2 separate regions of the Mus musculus genome follow, and region 1 is linked to region 2. The links are chromatin contacts, called in public HiChIP or PLAC-seq maps. All regions are on one chromosome and are shown on one strand. The core of a region is the stretch at or near the end of the contact, and the rest is flanking DNA. Distances in the headings are between cores, read along the strand shown. Region 1 has its middle 49 kb from the start of Gm34148. Region 2 has its middle 42 kb from the start of Gm38404.

Evidence for each region. HiChIP or PLAC-seq counts read pairs in DNA pulled down with a chosen protein or histone mark.
Region 1: a contact with region 2 is called in an H3K4me3 HiChIP or PLAC-seq map of the 230-238 cell line, with 16 read pairs. The contact joins two enhancer-like sites. A contact is called at or near these places in 1 of 15 datasets of contacts at CTCF or cohesin (CD8 T cells), 2 of 484 Hi-C or Micro-C datasets (the AML12 cell line and embryonic stem cells) and 2 of 115 datasets of contacts at active chromatin or transcription factors (the 230-238 cell line and pancreatic cancer cells).

Annotation. Positions count from the first base shown.
Region 1 is chr6:127,396,068-127,402,153 of GRCm38.p6, forward strand. It overlaps the pseudogene Gm34091. Among named protein-coding and RNA genes, the nearest start is that of Gm34148, 49 kb to the right of the region's middle. Within about 2 kb of position 2,309, at least 12 of the 459 cell types and tissues checked have an H3K27ac peak or open chromatin away from gene starts, as enhancers often do. A contact at or near this core is called in the 230-238 cell line, where this site is marked.
Region 2 is chr6:127,262,667-127,269,158 of GRCm38.p6, forward strand. No RefSeq gene overlaps it. Among named protein-coding and RNA genes, the nearest start is that of Gm38404, 42 kb to the right of the region's middle. Within about 2 kb of position 1,380, at least 50 of the 459 cell types and tissues checked have an H3K27ac peak or open chromatin away from gene starts, as enhancers often do. A contact at or near this core is called in the 230-238 cell line, where this site is marked.

The DNA of each region.
Region 1 (6,086 bases), core at 1,059-3,558, 130 kb after region 2:
ATATCCACATAAAAACATCATCATGTGCATTTACAAGGAGGAAATTCTCAGCCTTCTCTTCTGACCTGTTGTTTTCTACTGTGTAATATTAATTTTTCAAATAAGCCAATAAGGACTGGCAAGAATGGTCAGCAGGTAGAGGCACTGGTCTCAGCAAGCCGAATGACCTGAGTTTTATCCCCAGGATCCACATGGAGAAGAAAAGAACTAGTTTCCATAAGAACTAGTTTCTGATGTCCACATAGGGCACCATAGCATGTGAGTACCTGTGCATCGGCTCATGTGCACACACACACGCACACACACACACACACACACACACACACACAAATGAATACATAAATACATGTAATAAAAGTTAAGAAAATAATTAACCTGATTATAAAGAGGTTCCCGAGGTATCTATCTATCTATCTATCTATCTATCTATCTATCTATCTATCTATCTATCTTGCCTGCATTTATTCTGTTAGATTAAGTATAAAATCATTTTTGAAGGATATGCTTAAAATTCTGTTTCAGTTTTTACTGAGGTTTGATACATTTTGGGTCATGGGTCATGACCTGAAACGTTGTATCACATCATTGGATTTGATTGGCTAATGCCAGTTAGGATTTTGTATCTGATTCAATGGAAGACTGTATATGCTTTTTATTAAGTATTGTCTTTACTAAATTTTTAAGATGACATTTATATCTTTTCATCCCTTTGTAGTAGCAAATTCATGCTCCTAAACGATTGTCTGTACCCTTGAGTTAGGTAGAGTTCACTCAGATACACGTAGGCCTAACAATGTTGGTTAAGAAACTAAACATGTTAGTTTGGGTATGCCAGACAGAAGGGTAATATATGCATTATATAACATGGGCTATCTCGTGTGCTTCCCACCATTCATGCTCAGAGTCCATGTACCCCTGTTCCCTGAGATGTCCCCACCCACTTCCTCTTAGTACCTCCAACTTTCCTTCAAGTCATGATTTAGCTACGAAGTGGCCCATTAAATGACTCATTGTTCTGAGCTTGACCCCCAGCTTGTGGGTACTTTTGCCTGAAGGCAGAGAATCGCTGATGGTGAGCTGTGTCTCCATCTTTCTCTTTGTTTCCTGCCACCCATGAGGTGAGCAGCCTCTGCCACATGCTTCTGCCTAAGCAAAAGCCCAGAACCAATGGAGTGGAGGACTTTGACAACTACTGTCCACCTCTCTGTCCTGAGACCTTAACCTCAAGCCAGCTGCTGCCAGCTTCTCCCTGAAGAAGCAGCTCACCTAGCGCTGAGGACCGAGGACTCAGTCTGTCTGCTTTATCCCCTTTATCCCAGTCTTGGTCTCTCCCAGCCCTCCTCTCAGGCATCCAACTGCATTGAACTATTTCACTTCTGGAGAAAACAGACTGTGAGTTGAAATAAAGACTTCTACAGAACTACAAAAGCCCCTCTGTCTATCCAGAAACCCTGTATGACATTGGTTATTTATTAGTCATTTAAAAATGTTTGCTCACTCTTCATAAAAAAAACAAAAATCCTGGCCACACCATTGATATTCTGTCCAAGGTCATGGAAGAATTATTTTGTATCGCCGATCACAAATCAATTATGTGTGACCGGGAACAACAAGACTTTCATTGTAAAATATGGAAAACCCAACCACAGCTTTTGAAGTAGAAAACAAGCAAGCAGGCCAAAATGACAGTCAGGATGGATTGTTGAGTGTGTTGGATCATGCCTATAACCCCAGCATTCAGGAGGCTGAGGCAGGGGGATTGGGTTGAGGCCAGCCTGGCCCACAGAATAAGACACTTTAGGAAAAGAGAAGGAAGAGAAGGAGGAGAAGGAAGAAGAGGAGGAGGAGGAAGGAATAAAGGATACAGAGGAGGAGGAACCTAATGTATAAATTCACTCAGAATGGGGGTTTCACTGGCCTGATGATCTAGGAGTGGGGCTTTGAGGCACTGTGGTGGATCAATGGCTTCAGTGATTACTGTCAAGGCTGTAAAGAACCACAACAATATTTGAGACTGTCAGCTTACAGGGAATCCAAAGACAAGCTCCAGAAGAAATGAACAGCCTGTGGTGGTTTGAACAGAAATGGCCCATTTTAAGTCCATAGGGAGTGCACTGTTAGGAGGTGTGTCCTTGTTGGAGTAGGTGTGGTCCTGTTGGAGGAGGTGTGGCCTTGTTGGAGGAGGTGTGGTCCTGTTGGAGGAGGTGTGTCCTTGTTGGAGGAGGTGTGGTCCTGTTGGAGGAGGTGTGACCTTGTTGGAGGAGGTGTGGTCCTGTTGGAGGAAGTGTGTCGCTTTGGGTTGGGCTTTGCTCAGAAACTCAAACCAGGTCTGGTGGCTGTCTTTACTTCTGATGTAGAACTCTCAGCTCCTTCTCTAGCACCGTGACTGCCTGCATGCCACCATGTCTTCCTCCAGGACACTAATGGAGCAAACCTCTGAAACTGTAAGCAGCCCCAATGAAACGTTTACCTTTATAAGAGTTGGAGGGAACATTTGAGAGGCATTTGAGGGTAGGAGCAAGCCAGTGACCATGAGCCCACTGCTGACTTTTCTCTGCTCTTGTTCAGGGACTGTGTAGACGCATCTGTGAAACAGACATTTCTGACCAGAACCTACAGCTGGAGTCTAGTGCAGACTTAACTGGAAAGTAACCACATGATCAACATCTAAACGGTCATATACATCTTTCCTAGAAGCAAGGATACAGAGAAATGATGTTCCCTTGGGACAACTGTTCTAAATTTTTCTGCAGCAGGACTTCCTGCGAGGGTGAATTGAACACATGCCCAGGTGTAGGGGTGTCAGTGTCAACTGCTGAGAAGGATCTATCTACCCTTGTCCTGACTGCCTGTCTGACAGCCTTTAAACTTCCCTCTGCATGGGTTCTCTCAAAGGCTCAGAGAAGACGGGGTGCTGTGCAAGTAGGTTTTGTGGATAAAGAATCTAGACAGTTCCAAGACAAGGTAACATATGGACAGTGACTGTCAGAGGAAACGTGGCCACAGGGTATCCAAGACAGCATGCTCCAAGAGGAAGGGCAGTGAGCTAGAGTACCACGTGTGGCTTGTTGGTGGAGCCTAATTGATGAACTAACATGGTGGCCTCTTTTCAGCGCAGCCCCCAGTGTCATGTCTTCTGTTGTCTTTGAGCATGAAAGGCAGATAGCTACAAACATGCCAACAAAACAAAACCAACCAACCAACCAACCAACCAACCAACCAACCAACCAACCAACCAACCGAACAAACAAACAAGCAAAACAACCAACCAAACCCTCCATGGTTGTTTAAGAACACCACTCAGAGACTATTAAGTTTTTATGTTAGGCTGTCACAAGCTAATCTACAAAATCAGCAGAGGCGAAAGAGTACAAATGCTCAATTTCCTGGGTGCTGCGGACTGTTCCAAGTCCTTTCTGCTGGTGTCCCGAGCGTATACTGCGCTTCATCGTGTATTGATTCATTCATTTTCACCGCAGTTGTGAGTTTTAATATGCCCATTTGAAAGTTGAGAACTCACAGAGATGTTTGTACACGTGTACGTTAAGGGAGGGTCGGGGCCTGCAACCAGTAGGGTGTTGGGAATCAGATCATGAGATCCAGGTTGAAGGGCTGTGTATGTAGAGCAGGGAGCTCCATCCTGGACCTCTGGCTGATGTTTTCCGAGCTTTGCTTCATGGGAGCCAAAGTTCTTTGAGGAGCTACCGGCTAGCATGACAGAGTCAATGGATCAATCCTTTCTAGCTGTTTTATTTGACACATTGCTATGTAATAGTTTATTTGGGAAAACAAAACGTGCTGCTCTTACAAAGAGTGTCCCCATGCTGGAGAGACAGCTGGGCAGTTAAGAGTACCAGTTGCTTTTCCGGAGGACCTGAGTTCAGCTCCTGGCACCTACACCAGGCATCTCACCGCAGCCTGTAGTTTCAGCCAGGGGCTCTGATAGACTCTCCTGGCCCTCTAGGAGACCTGGATACATTTCTGGCAAATGTCTGGGAAAGCCTCTTGCATGCTCACTACTGTGTTATCCTGTTAGGATATTTTATTTCTTGAAAATGAAGACAATTGCCAATCTTCAAGCTTAGCGTCTCCCTATGTATCCTCGTTCCATATTGAACTACCATGTCTGCCTTTTCGCCTGTGCTCTGGGGACTGAACACAGGCTATAGCAGTGCTGATGCCCTTGTGGGCTGAGCCATCTACCCAGACACAGCCTGTGGTTTCAGCTCATTCTTTCAACCGTATCTTCTGGAGAGCGAAAGTTTGACATTTTAGTGGCCCGTCGTGGGTGATTCTATGGGTGGTGCTTTTGGTGTTGTGTTTTGTCCACTGTGTCTGGTTCTCCACAGGTTCAAACGCCTTCTCCAGACATAAACACCTTGCATAGCATTTGACGGCTTCGGGTGTCTTGAGGTAGTAGACACACGCACAGTGCTTATCCAAGGGATCCTTTCCTCTCCTCTCCCTTCTGTGTCCCTTCCCTTCCCTTTCTTTTCTTTCTCCCTTTGTTTTTTGTTTTCCCTTTTCTTTCTTGAGTATTTTTGCCATGCTGGGGACTGGACACTGGGGATTGACTCTGAGCTGCTGACTTCCTTTCCTTCCCTCCCTTGGTCTTCCCTATTTTTTAAAAATTAAATAATTGCCTATTGGTTTCTTTCAATGTGTATGAGTGTTTTGCCTGCAGAAGACGTCATGAGATCCCCCGGAACTGAAGGTACAGGGAATTGTGGGACGTGGGTGGGGCTGCTGAAAACTGAACTTGGACCCTTGGCAAAAACAAGTGCTCTTAATCACAGAGCCACCTATCTCTCCAGCCTCCTTCTCCTCCCCTCATCTCCCCTTCCTCCTTTCTGCGCCCCCCCCCCATCTTTTTTGGGCCAGATCTTACTGGGTGGTCCAGGTTGCTCTCAACTCATGATCCCCCTGCTTCAGCCTCCAGAGCATTGGGATCACAGGCATGCTTTGTAGTGACTTAGCCTGGCTAAAGAACCTTTTACGTTTATTGTAAGGAATATCTATAGGTACTAGATGTCTTTTAAAATTCCAGTGATAACGATCCTGCTAGACATGGTGGCACTACCTTTAATCCCAGTACTCAGAACACAGAGGCAGGTGGATCTCTGTGAATTTGGGGCCAGCCTGGTCAACCTAGCAAGATCCAGATCAACCAGGGCTGTGTATAGAAACCTTGACTAAAACAAACAAACAAACAAACAAACAAACAAATCTTTACCTCTTATTTTTGAAGGTTACGAGATTCCAGACTGCCCAGGATTTTCTTCAGAAACATTTCATCAGCTCCCTTTTTCCTTGCATGCTTCCTTTGGTGAGAATTTGGATTTAATTTGTGTCTTTCCTCCACTGCAGGTAAGACATTCTTATTCTTGGCCTCTTCCAAGATTTCCCCTTTACTTTCTGAGTGTGCTACCCCCGGATGCAGGGAGTTCTGTTTATTTAGGACATTTATCTCACTTGTATTCTCTGTACTTTCTGCAACTGTGGTTTTTGGTGTCTGACCAAACCCAATTTGGGGAAATTCCCAGTCATTATATGTTCAAACAGCTCCCTGCCCCTGGGGCGTGTGTGTGTGTGTGTGTGTGTGTGTGTATGTGTGTGTGTGTGTGTGTGTGTGTGTTTGCTGTGGGGCTACGGCTGACCCAAAAGACTGCTGCATGCTAAACCAATGTTCTCCCAGGAGCTCTGTTCCCAGCCCACCTTTCTTAGTTCTTTCTCATTCTCTCACACACCTTTATGCCTTTTTCTTCTTGGATTTCTCTTGTCTTGATTTTTCTTCCCAATCCTTTTTCTTTTTGATTTTCCACACTGAAAGTTCCTAATGACATACACCCACCCTTAGGGATTATTTCATCACTCCCACTCAGTGTGTTAATGAGTCCATCAAAGGCAATCTTCATTGGCTGGTGTTTAACTCCTTGTGCTTCCTTTGGATCATTTGTTGCTTACAATGTCCATCTCTGTTCACAGGGCCCATCTGTTCCAGGGAGCTGTCTCCTCCCTCCCTCCCTCCCTCCCTCCCTCCTTCCCTCCCTCCCTCCTTCCCTCCCTCCCTCCTTCCCTCCCTCCCT
Region 2 (6,492 bases), core at 130-2,629:
GTAGCCTAGGTAAGCTGCCGACGTGCAATCTACCTCTGCCTACCAAATGCTGCATCACCGTGCTCCTAGAATGTAAGATCCTTGGCACATCCCATCCATTACATTCTTACAATTACCCCTCGGGTAAGCAATATGATTCCCATTTTACACCCAAGACAGCAAGGCTCAGAGCTGTGGAAGAGACAGCCGGGGTTCACACCTTTGCTAACATCAAACCCTGGAAAGTCACTGTCATCCATACTTCTGTCTTCCTCACTACTGAGTCAATGACATCAGCAGCCTCAGACGTGTGCCCACACACCTTTCTCCCTTAGCTCCTTCAAAGGTGATCTCCTGATGCCTCCTGACCAGTCACCTCTCCCTGGTCTACTGGGTCAAGGCTAATCCTCTGGGTCATCCAGAGCACCTCCTCAGAAGTCCCCAGTATGCCTTTGCAATGCCCTGCCTCCAGCCACAGAGGCTTCCCCAAAAGTGGCCTGCTTTCCTTGGTGTGTTGGATGTGCTGTCTTCTCTGGCACCAAATGTCCACTCCTTCTCATCGTTTGGCTGAAGATGGTTACCAGACATCACTGAAGATCTGCTAGGGTTCCCCTACCACCGCAAGATTGAGCCTCGCTCCATGGCTCTCTCTCTGGGCCACTAGGATGCTCTACTTGGTACTTACCGGTTACCCAAAGATCTGGACAGCAGAGGTCAAGAGAAGCCAGTTCAGTATTTAATCTATTTCGTTCTCAGGCAGGCCAGGTAAAGTAGGTGGAAGCAGGAGGGCCGAGAGTTCAAAGCCAGCCTGAGATACACGTGGAGTCTCAGACTCAAAACAACACCAAAGCCCAAACAAATAAATAATTCTCTTTTTCCTCAATGGATAGCATATGCTTAACATGTTGTAAGTGACTTTGTACTTAGTACATGAACAAATGATTGAAATGAATGATTGAAAGAGGAGGGTGAGTGTTATGGTAAGCTGGAGGTGGTTATCTAGGTCATGGTCAAGGTGGGCGAGGACTCAGGTGCACTCAGGGAGTTTGTAGCTTGACTTACAAGCTTGACTTACAAGCTGAGTGGATGAACTGTGGAGTTGGGAGGGCTTGATTTTGATTTCTGCCACCGAGCAGTGGTATTACCTGGGCTAAGGTGCTTTGTGTGTCCAAAGTAGATAAGACCCGCAGTGAGGCAGGGCCTATTATGAAGATTATAGAGTGATTTGTGAGAGCGATTGTTAGAGGCTAAAGGTGATTGGGGTAGATGGGGGAGGGATGTTTTTATGACAGTGTCATTCCACTCTGGCCCTATGACCATCAATACTGTCATCACCTTAGTAAAGACATCCTGGAACCCACTTAAGGCAGGATCCCTTAGGGTTCTGAAACAGAAAGTAGCAGCCTGCCTGCTATGTGGTGACTGGGTGGGGCTGTTCCTATTGAAAGCTAATGTAGGGGGAGGGAGGACAATAGCTGGACCGTTGGTTTATTTCAAGGTTGCAAGACCTTCCATCTTTTGCCATCTCTTCCCACAAGCTCCCCTGGCACTAGGGTGAGGGAGCTGAAGCCTGGCCAGATGTTTCCTCTTTTTCACTGTTGGTGGGCAGCTTGGGGAGGTGGGGAATGGGGGAGGGAGGAAGTGAAGGCTGGTGAGATTCCCTACTCCTTACAGCTTCACCTGGGGTTTGTTGTCCTCCTGAAATCGTAAGACACACCCTAATGGATGTGTATTGCATGGCCAGAGCCAGGGTCAAGGAAAACCAGGGGCACTGAGGTGGGGTGGCATGTTTCCTGGAGGAGCCCCTTGGCAGGGAACTTGACAGATGGCACCACCTCTCCCCTCCCCCCTTCTGTTCAACATGGTGAAGAATAACTCCAGATGGGAAAAGATAAATATAGCTCTCTTTCTACCCCTGCTCCCGTGTGTGTGTGTATCTGTCCATCAGTGTCTGTCTGTCTGTGCACACAAGTGCACGTCCATCCAATCCATGCACGGAAGCCTGAAGTCCACAGTAGGTTGTCAGGAATAATAGTTTCTGCTCCTTATTTTTTTGAGACAACTTCTGCCCCTGAGCCTGGAGCTCACTGATTCACCTGGGCTGGCTGGCCACCAAGCCTCAGCATCCACCTGTCTCTACCCTGCCCTCTAACACAGGGGTCACCGACATCTCACCCCATTTCTATGTTGGGTGTTGGGGATGGGAATTCGAGTCCTCATGCTTGCACAAGAAGCATTACCAGCTGAGCCATTTCTCCAGATCGTCACAGTAGCTCTTGAAGTTGTCAGTACTACTTGAACAACACAAAAGATAGGAGTCTAGAAATCCCTGACATCTAAACGGCGTTGGGTCACCAGTGGACTGAAGATATTAGTACTCATAGCATCCCTTTCCACACTCCCTGAGAGGTTGTCATGAGTGAGAATTGTCATAAAGGCACAGGATCAACAAGACTGAGGTTTCTTGGGGTGTCAACAACAAAGAACGTTGGCTACAGGTGGGGAAAGTACCGTAGTGCCCTTCCACCTGCTATGCCCAAGAAGTGCCCTCAACGGTGGTGGCAGGTGCACCACCTCCAACGTTGCTGTGAAGTTAGGGATGCTCACTAAGCATTTCTTGACTGAGACCCAAGAGACAAGTATGGGAGTTTCACATCGCCCTCTCTCTGTTTCTCTCTCTCTCTCTCTCTCTCTCTCTCTCTCTCTCTCTCTCTCTCTCTCGCCCTTTCGAGGACTTTGGGGTCATCATGCTCTTACCCAAATGGCTGCAAGGTTCCAGTGATTCTGGGAGTAAGTGTGGCTGACTGGGTGCTTGGCTGCTCACGGTGGGCCTCCCAGAGCCTTGTATGGCCATGAACTTTTACCCAGAGAAAGCCCATGTTTAGCTTCAGAATGGTTCCCTGGGGTCAGCCTTTACCGTAGTTCACAGTCCAGCACCCCCTAGGGGTTAATTTTACCACTCTAAGCTAGGAGGGGCTGGAATAGAGGACCACAAGGAGAGGAAGAGAGAGAGAGAGAGAGAGAGAGAGAGAGAGAGAGAGAGAGAGAGAGAGAGAGAGAGAGAAGAAGAAGGAGAAGGAGAAGGAGAAGGAGAAGGAGAAGGAGAAGGAGAAGGAGAAGGAGAAGGAGAAGGAGAAGGAGAAGGAGAAGAGAAGAGAAGAGAAGAGAAAGACAGAGACACAGAGAGTGGAGAGACTGAAAGACAGACAGAGACAGACTCAGAGAAGGGAGAGCTCGCAGGCTTGGGGAAGTGGGATGCTGCTTTTTGCATGAATTTATCTTTTTTTTTTCTTTCGTTTTTTTGGCAAACCACAGACCAGCTACACATTTTTTGGCAGTTTCCTGAGGATAAGCTTCGTATTTTGAGACAGGAAAAAAAAAAAAAAAAGGAAGAGTGGGAGTCTGGGGAAGAAATGAGACAGAAAGTAGTTGTTCGCTCTCCCATGAGCAGACAACACACACACACACACACACACACACACACACACACACACACACACACACACACACACACACACGACTCCTGGCAATAAGGAAGTGAGACTAGATCTTTTTCATGAATGGGGCTCAGCTCAGTCTTGCTGAACTTCCGCTCTCCCATTCACCAGCATTCAAATTTCACCTTCTGACCATCCAAGACAGCTGGCTGCCGGCCCAGGCGCTGGGAGCTGTTTGAGATCATCCTCCTGCCCACAGGAAACTGGGCGCTAACAAGAACCTTCCTTCCTGCGCTGCCGAATCCAAAGTGACCGGGATGTTTCCGGAATACCGACCTGAGGGGCACTGGCCCCTGGACTCCCCGCGCCTCCCCCCCTCCCCAGCCCTTTTCCCCAGGACCTTGCTCATCTCTGAGGAAGCTCAGAAATTCCAGCGCTTCTGCAGGCGACTGTGAAGGACGCTGACTCTCTGGGTCCGTTAATGCCTGCCTTGCAATTAAGCCAGGGGAAATGACAGTCAACATTCTGGAGGGAACACCTCACGGCCCTTCCCATGGGGTGTTGGGGCAGTTCACTGTGCTGTGGCCTGCCAGTGTGCCCCTCCTGTTCATCAGGAGGTAGCAGAGGGTGCCTGGGTTCCTCGAAATTTCCCTGTGGAAATCATTCCAAGGGGTGCCTGTATGTCTATGTAGTGGGAAAGCAAGCTGGAGGGCTTTGTCTTATTTTGCTGGTCCGCAGTTTTCTGCTTGTTGAAGGGACAATCATAAAACACTCCCAGAGCGGAGTTACTGCAAACACTGAATGGCCCAAAGTGAAAGATTCGGTTTCTAAGGCAGAGTGATGCTGGCCGCCAGCAGAGCAGTTGCCACTATTGAGAGAGAATGATGGCTTCCAGCAGCGGTGGGTGTTATAGATTTGTGGCCAGTAGGGGGCGTGCTAGTTACCGTTCTGCTGCTATGACAAAATACCCCGACAAAAGCAATTTAAGGAAGGAAGGAAAGACTTTGGCTCACAGTTGCAGGGTGCAATCCATCAGGGCAGGGGAGTCGGAAGCTTGAGGCAACTGATCACATTGTACCGGCAGAGTCAGAGAGCAGGAAGCCAGATGAACGTTGTGTTTGGCTTGATATCTCCTTTTTATTCAGCCCAGGACCCAGGCCAGGGGACGGTGACACCCATATTCAGGGTGAGTCTTCCCACCTCAATCTAATGAAGAGAGTGGCTCACAGAGCATGAGGCTAGCCCAATCTAGGAAATCCCTCCCAGGTGTGCCTAGAGGCTTGCCTCCTCGGGGAATACAGAGTCTGTCAGGATGACAGTCCTCACAGGATGAAGACAGTGACAGGTAGGGCAGACATGACCCCTGACTTGGAAACAAAGGAAGAAGAAGAGACTGGTAGGGAGAGGTTTTTTTCTCCTTTCCCTGCCTTCTCTTCTGTAGCCCCTTGTAGTGGAAAATGAAAAGGCCACCAGGTTCTTGTCCCCTCCTGAATGCTTAGTTTGTTACACAGACTCCCTGGGCTTCACATCAGATGAGTTGTAGACATTCCAGGAGGCAGGGGCATGGCTGAAAAGACCTCTAGAATTCTTCCCTACTTTCAGACCAGGAGTCTTCCCAAAGGCTGGGGCAGAGAACTGGGGCAGAGAGCTGGGGCACTGCCTTCCTGTGAATGGACTTGGAAGTATCAGGGTCTTTGCTTGGCCATGTGATTCATAGCAAAGGAACGGTGATCACGACACTGTCCTTCTAGGAATGTATTGATGCTGGAGCCATCCTTGTCCACGGGCCCATCTTCAGTACAAAGATGCTAGGAACAGAAACCACTGCTGGGGGGCGGGGTCGGGGGCGGGGTCAGGAGAGGTTGATGGACCTGTCCCCTCCTTTTCCTTCTCCCCTCTCCTCTCCTTTCTTCATTCCTCCTCCTCCTCTCTATCTCTCCCCCTCCTTTTCTCCTACCCTACCTCCCTTCCTCCTTTCCTTCCTTTTCAGGGTCTCCCTTTGTAGAGTCTTGGACTCATGAGCCTTCTACCTCAGCCTCCTGAGTTCCAGAGCTGTCATTGTGAGCCATCATGCCAGCTGGGATTCTCTTTTGAACTGAGTCATATTCAGCTTGCCTCATCCCCCGGGCCCAATGATGACTGGAATCCATTCACTTCCCTCTTTTCCAGCCTCATTCCATACTCTGTTCTCTCCACCTCTCAGAGTGAGAGAGGGAAGAAGTGCTCTGTGACAGACAGACAGACAGACAGACAGACAGACAGACAGACAGAGGAGGAACAGGACCGTTGTGATGCAAATGCTATTGGTTTATGGTGTTCTAGAAGGGTACCCCTCCCCTCTGCTTCAGGTTACGGGTTCTGGTGCCTTAGTCTGTCTCATTTCACCAACTTCCATCACCACCCCACCAGCCCATAGTTTGCACAGGAGACATTACAGCTCCCTTTGAGGAGCCAACCCCTTGGAGACCACACAGTTATTCCAAGTTCCTGCGGGTGCAATCGGTAGAACTGGGAATTCAGCTTTATTAAGTCCATTTGGGTAAAGCCCTCCCTATGGATAAAGGCACTCTTCTGTTCTTGTCTATTGATGCTAGACACTAGGACCTCATTCGCAAAAGAATTGGCTAGGAAGGTCTAGGATGGCAGAACTCCCAGCATGCCTTTTGAGAGCCTGGAGGGCACAGCAGTAGAAGGGACCCTAGGAATGCTCTGAGCCTACCCATCCTGCAGAAGTGCCTCCCCATGTTTGTGCTCCTTCACTCGCAGCTAGAGGATTCTCCTAGCTGCAAGATGGCAGCTATGGCTGTGTGGAGCTGCTTTCCAGAGTTTCTCTTGCTGATCCTGTCTGTTTTATCCTTGGTTCTCTCTCTGTTTGAGTTCCTGGGGCACCTCACAGACAGTATCAAATTTAAATGTCCCAAGAAAGACTTAGACAGGCTAGTGGCTACCTGCCATCAGTTGTTCTCACCTTGTTTTCAGGCTGTGGTTGCCATGTTGCAGGGACCAACACTGTGGCCCATGGTTGGGGCAAAGTCCCCATTCTGTTTACTTGGTTCTACCATTTCTTGTTTAAAGA